2 separate regions of the Ovis aries genome follow, and region 1 is linked to region 2. A link is a contact called in public Hi-C data. All regions are on one chromosome and are shown on one strand. The core of a region is the stretch at or near the end of the contact, and the rest is flanking DNA. Distances in the headings are between cores, read along the strand shown.

What was found. A called contact is a pair of places that touch in the nucleus more often than the background predicts.
Region 1: a Hi-C map of liver shows a contact between it and region 2, with 4 times the contacts expected there. The contact joins the promoter of MYC here to the enhancer-like site in region 2. A contact is called at or near these places in 5 of 16 Hi-C or Micro-C datasets (liver, muscle, retroperitoneal adipose tissue and 1 more).

The regions. Positions count from the first base shown.
Region 1 is chr9:25,737,029-25,740,019 of ARS-UI_Ramb_v3.0, reverse strand. It overlaps MYC (MYC proto-oncogene, bHLH transcription factor), which reads left to right and starts at 1,484. Exons shown (of 3, transcript NM_001009426.1): 1 at 1,484-1,682. It overlaps LOC132657163 (a long non-coding RNA gene), which reads right to left and starts at 1,169. Exons shown (of 2, transcript XR_009594937.1): 1 at 1-1,169.
Region 2 is chr9:25,611,280-25,614,373 of ARS-UI_Ramb_v3.0, reverse strand. No RefSeq gene overlaps it. Among named protein-coding and RNA genes, the nearest start is that of MYC, 130 kb to the left of the region's middle. Within about 2 kb of position 1,558, at least 4 of the 54 cell types and tissues checked have an H3K27ac peak or open chromatin away from gene starts, as enhancers often do. A contact at or near this core is called in liver and tail adipose tissue, where this site is marked.

The DNA of each region.
Region 1 (2,991 bases), core at 235-2,734, 130 kb before region 2:
CTGAGGCTCGCGCCCCCCTCCCCCGGGCTGTATCCTCCCGTCTAGCGCCTTCTATTTTTCCCCAAACCTGGGAGCCCCAGAGTGGTGCAAACCGGCGCCACGGGGCGCAAAGAGGATTCGTCTCTCTTCTGAAACCTGGCTGCGGAATTGGGAACTCCGAGAGAGAGGCGCGGGGGTGGGATGGGGGTTTAGAGGGACGGGGGTGGTCCCCCGCGGCGCGCACCCGCAGGCGCGCTCCTCCCTTATTCCAGCTCTGGAACCCGCAGAAAGATCTCAGGGATTAGCGCGTACTGGGTGGGGGGAGGGGCAGGAGGAACGCTGGCCCCCACGGAGATCCGTGTAGGTCTGCGCGGGCAGAGCCAGGAGTGGGGGTCCTCTGCGACTTTGGCAGCAATCGGGGGATTCATTGTGGGTGGAAGGTGCGCAGTCGAGAAAGCTGCGCACACCCAGAATGCATAACACCCCCAACAAATGCAATGGGTGTTTATTCATACCGCGCTCTCCAAGTATACGTGGCAGCGCGTTGCTGAATTATTTTAGTAATTCCAGGCACCATTTTTCTTCCCCATACCTTTGATCATGTATCCCATCGACACTTAACCCCCCAGCACACACACACTCAGAGCGCACGCCCATCAATACCCCTTCTTTCCTCCTCTCTTCGTAGGAGTTATTTTCCAAAGGCTGCCCCTTCCCGGCCTGTCCACCCGGGACGTGCATGGCGCAGCCGTGGGTACACGGTGTATTCTCAGCATCTAGGGATGAGCGGTTCTGCCCCCAGATGATTTAAGAACACAGGACAAGTATGCGGTTTGTCCAACACAGCGCTGCTCCACAGGAACCAAGCAGCAGAGAGACGGTTTGAGCGGGAGCAAAAGAAAATGGTAGGCGCGCGCAGTTAATTCATGCGGCGCTCTGACCGTGTTTACATCCGAGAGCTCGGCGCACTGGAGTGCCAGGCTCAAAGAGCTGAATCTCCTCCCCTCCCGCCCTCCCTCCCCACCAGCGCCCCTCCCGGGTTCCCAAAGCAGAGGGCGGGGGAGACAAAGATCCTCTCTGGTGAGTCCCCGCCCACCAGCCCTTTATAGGCGAGGGTCTCCGCTGCGGAGGACCCCCGGGCTGCGCATCTCGCGGCTACCGCTGCGGCTGGCTCGCCGCGGCCGCCGCCTGGCTCCACCACTGCCTGGAAGGGCAGGGCTACTCTGAGGCTTGGCGGGAAAAAGAACAGAGGAGGGGCCTTACCTTCTCGTATAAAAGCCAGTTTTTTCTGGGCTTTATCTGACTCGCTGTAGTAATTCCAGCGAGAGGCAGAGGGAGCGAGCGGGCGGGCCCTCCAGGGTGGAAGAGCCGAGCCAGCCTAGCGAGCGGAGTCGCGCTCCGGGCGCCCGGGGAAGGGAGATCCGGAGTCAAAGGGGGGCTTCTGCGCCTCCAGCCAGGCCGGCCCCCACCCCACCCTCCCCGCGGACCCCTGCTAGCGGTCCGCCACCCGCGCCGCATCCGCGAAACTTTGCCCACTGGAACTTACAACACCCGAGCGACACCAAGACTCCCCGGACGCAGAGAAGCTCTTCTGCCTTTTTGGGGAGACACTTTCCCTCGCCGCAGCCCACGACCCGCGCCTCTGAAAGGCGCTCCTCGCCGCTTTTTGGACGCTAGATTTCCTTCGGATAGTGGAAATACGGGTGAGCACCCGGACCTATTGGCCTTTTTCATTTATTTTTGCTACCGCCTTAACGCCGCGATGAGCAGAACGCCCGAATCGAGTGTCTTTTCTCCCATTCCTGCGCTATTGACACTTTTCTCAGAGTAGTTGTGGCTGGTCGGGGTGGGGTGGAGAGGAACCAGAACTGGGTCGGGGTACAGTGACTTGTCAAGATGGGAAGAGAGAGGAAGGCAGAGGGAAACCGGGGGTGCGTTTTCTGAAAGTAGCCTTTAGAGGTTTTTGCTCGCCTTAGATGGACGCTGACCCCGGCCGGGTGGACATTCATGCTTTATTGCATTAATTGCTTTTTTGCCTTTTGTCGGGGAGAAGAAGGGTATGCTTCGCGGTTGACAGAAAACCCTTTACATCCTGAACTCCTTGGAGTAAGAATTACACATTGCATGTTTGAGCGAAGAGAGCTCCGCAGCCGCTGACTTTTTCCTGTCTGGAAAAGGGCATTTAAATTTCGGCTTACTGCATTTCTGACAGCCAGAGACAGACACTGCGGCGCGTCCCGCCCGCCGACCCCCTCGGCGTCTCCAACGCTCCCGGCTCCTTTTAGAAGTTGGCCTTTGACTTTTTTTTTAAAGGATAGTAAAATTAAAGATTTTGGTCTACAGAGAGGTTAGGATTCGGTGTTGGGAAGGCGCGGGGACGGGGAAAAGGAAGCTGGGGCAAAGATGTGTCCGAGTCTCCTGGAATTATTGACTCGGCGGTGGGGGGGGATGAGGGCAAAATCTCTGCACCTAGCCTTGGCTCCCCGGCCGCCTCCGGGGTCCCCGCGCGGGTGTCCCTACGCCCCCTGAGATGCGGAGGACGGCCAGGAGCGAGGCACCGGGCTTTTCGAGAACAGCTGCTACCCTCGGCTGGTGAGGGAGAAGACGCCCGGCTACGGGCGCGGAATCGTAGCAGGGTCTCTGGCGCAGTTACGTCGCCGTATTGAGTGTTGAAGGGAGACGTCTCTGTTATTATTTAACACTCTCCTTTTATTTATGAGGGTCGGGGGTGGGGGGGGGGGGGGTGGAGAAGGGCTAAAGGCTCGAAGCTGAGCTCGCCACCCCAGCCGGAGAGAGAAGGAAAGCCCGCAAAGGAAAGAAGGGGGTTGCGCTGGGGGTAGGGATGCGGGAGGCGGAGAAGGGAGGCTGGGAGGGGCGGCGGCGCCGGCAGGGGAAACAGCGAGACGAGGGCGCGCGAGTGGGAACGGGCGCGGCGCTAGGGGCCCGGGAGCGGGAGGGGGCCGAGCGCAACCGCTCCAGCCGCGGCGTCTCTCGCCGCCTCCTTCAGGTGGC
Region 2 (3,094 bases), core at 309-2,808:
GACCTCTGGGCCCTGCAGGGGAGCCCAGGGCTGTGTGCCAGGCCTGCCTGTGCTGGTAACTCCCCAAGCGGGCTACCTAACCCTTCCGGTACTCACTGTCCTCCTCTTTATAATGGGGGTACCTCAGCCCCCCTGCTGCCCTTGGATAGTTCCTAAGGAGGAACCCTAAGCAGTGAAACTCCATTCCCTTTGCAGGAGGGCTTTGGTGCGGGTGGGAGGTGACCCTCGCCCCTTCACCCGTATTTAAGTGTCAGAGTTGCAGGGCATTATTTTTAGTGAGTCTCCCTCTTCGTGCACGTCTCTGTGTTAGTTGCTCAGTCGTGTGTGGCTCTTTGTGACCCAGTGGGCTGTAGCTCGTCAGGCTCCTTTGTCCAGGGGATTCTCCAGGCAAGAATATCACAGGGGATTGCCATTCCCTTTGCCAGGGGATCTTCCCAACCCAGGGATCGAACCCTGCAGGCAGATTCTTTACTGTCTGAGCCACCAAGGAAGCCCCTCCTCTCGCTCTATTAGGTCAAATACAAGGAAGGAAGAACAATTGCTGCTCTGGGTCCATGATTGTAACAAGATTGGTTTTTCTCCGTCTCATCCCCAGGCCTGATCTTTTGACCAGAAAGGAATTAAAAAGAAGGTCCCTCATGATGGTTGCACCTGTCAGCTGCAAGGAGCTTCCTTTAAGGGTCTTCTGAGTCTTGTGGGTAAACTCCAGGAGTTGGTGATGGACAAGGAGGCCTGGTGTGCTGCAGTCCATGGGGTTGCAAAGAGTAGGACACGACTGAGCGACCGAATTGAACTGAGTCTTGTGGATGTATAGCGATTCTCAGCCGCCTTCACGGGGACTGATGCTGGTGGAGGCAGGCTCTCCAGAGACACACACCAGCCACATTTCTGGATGCTCATGGCGGTTTTAGGAGGGCCCTGGCTGAGCACCTCGTGGATTCCTACAGCCTGGATGAAGATGGGAGACAGAGGACCGATGCTTCCTGCCTTTCTCACTGACGGGAACTTGGAGCTCTGCCAGCTCCCCTGGGGGCTGCCTCTGAAACGTAAGACCCACCTCCTCCTTGTACAGGTATCTTCCATGTGTTCGGTCCAGCACCCACCTGGGCTTCCGTTGCTGCTGCCCTGGCTGGTGGGAGAGGTCACCATCATGCAAACGGCTCTAGCCGGAAACCAAGAACCACGTGTCAGCTGGGTGCCTTGGAGCCAGAGGATCCTGGGCTGAAATCTGTAACCCACATCCACCTAGTGAGTTGGGGACAAAGTGACTGCTGGGTTCCTTGCTCCCCTCTCCTCAGTGGGGGTGACGTATCATCGTCCTTCATAGGATCGGTGTTGAGGATCCCAGAACACTTGTGTGTGTGCGGCCAGCCAGCATCGTGCCCAGCACACAGCTGACGCCCGGCCTGCGATGGGAGTGTTGCTCCTGGTTGGAGGGAGCTTGTTGCTTGGGCCTTGGAAATCTTTCTGAGCAGAGCCGGGGGTGCTGTCTTGGCCTTTGAACCAGGCGCTGCTGGCTGGCGTAGACAGTTGATCAAAGGTCCCAGTCCCCAGAGCTGAGGAGGGCTGAGTGCCCGGCTGGCAGTAGGCGAGGGAAGGGAGTCTTGTGTCTGTATGAGGGAGGTGGACCAGGCGACAGAGGGTTCTGGTGGTTCTGCAGCTGTGACGCTGATGACTGAGGGATGTTGCCTTAGTGTTGGGCTGCCCAGAGGAGAGTGGCATCTCTAACAGCCAGTGTCCCATGCGCTCAGGTCACCCGGGGCCGCCTGGCACTTGCCTGCCGGGAAGACGTGGGGCGGGGCCTGGGGTTCCGTTTTGGTTGGGTTCCCGGTTCTGCTCACGCCCGCGGCACTTCTCAAGTTTCCCTGACCTTCTTGTGGAAATGACGTCCCTCTGGTTACTGCCCACTGTCCCAGCCCACAGCTCCTCCCTGTGTCGAAATATTATATCCATCTATGCAAGGTGTTTGATTTCTTGTCATCCTCCCATCCTAGGAAGTCGTCCGAGGTTGAGAGACATGTGTGCCTTGCTCACAGCTAAACACACAGCGGGCCCCTTATTCAGTGCATCGGAATTGATCAGATCAGATCTGAGTCGGTGCTTTTCTTTCAGCTTCTGTGAAAAGGACAGACAGAAGGAAGACACGGTTTTTGAGCATCTGTAGAACTTAACTAGCCCAATAGTTCCACTGGATAGGCAGTGGTATGCCCAGTTCACAGCTGAGAACTTTGCCCAAGGTTATTTATCCAACAGAAGGCAGAGGAGGAGGGTGTGTGTGTGTGTGTGTGTGTGTGTGTGTGTGTGTGTGTGTGGCACTGCCTGCAATGGAATACTCTTAGGGTCCCTAGGTCCTTTTTGTCATCTGGAGAGACAGACTATAAGTATGAACTCTGTGCACCCCCAGGGAGGAGGCTCTTGGTCCCCTGGGATTAGGTGTGATGGGAACTCAGTGCAGCCCCGGAGGTCTGCTGGGAGGAATTGACAACACAGCCTGACAGGTGCTCTGTTCACTGCTGTCCATGGCTAAGCAGGGCAGGGGGAGGAGTCACCCCGGGAGGGGGCTCTTGAGGGCCTGGGGGGACTTGGAGGTTTGGCTGGTCTTGCAGTGGCCATCAGAGCTGCCCTGGGGATGCGAGGTGAGTGTGGACACCAGGGCACAATCCTGGCCCTCCGCTTCCACCATCACACCCCCTCGCATCTCTCCTGCCATCTCCCCCCAGCCTCCCACTGCAGAACAGGCGCCCTCGTTTATCACACGGCCTGCAGCCCTGCTTTTTTCTCCTTTTATCAGTGACTCCCTAGTACAACCCCATTGTGGTGGTCTGGGGTTATCTCAGGCTCCTCCCAGGAGGGGGTGGCGGGGCTCAGGCACCCGAAGGCACAGAACGGTCGCAGCGAGAAGTGAGGTGCCCACTCCCCCTCCCCTCTGGCTGCTCCGAGTAGATGCCCCACGTCTGCAGGGTTGCTGCACGCCGTGGGCAAGGATGTCCAAGTAATCGCCATTTGTTAAGCCGTGTCCTGTGCAAGGCTTGTGGCAGACCTTACTCCATTCCAACCCCAGACCAGACCCATGGAGTGGGCACTGCAGCAATCG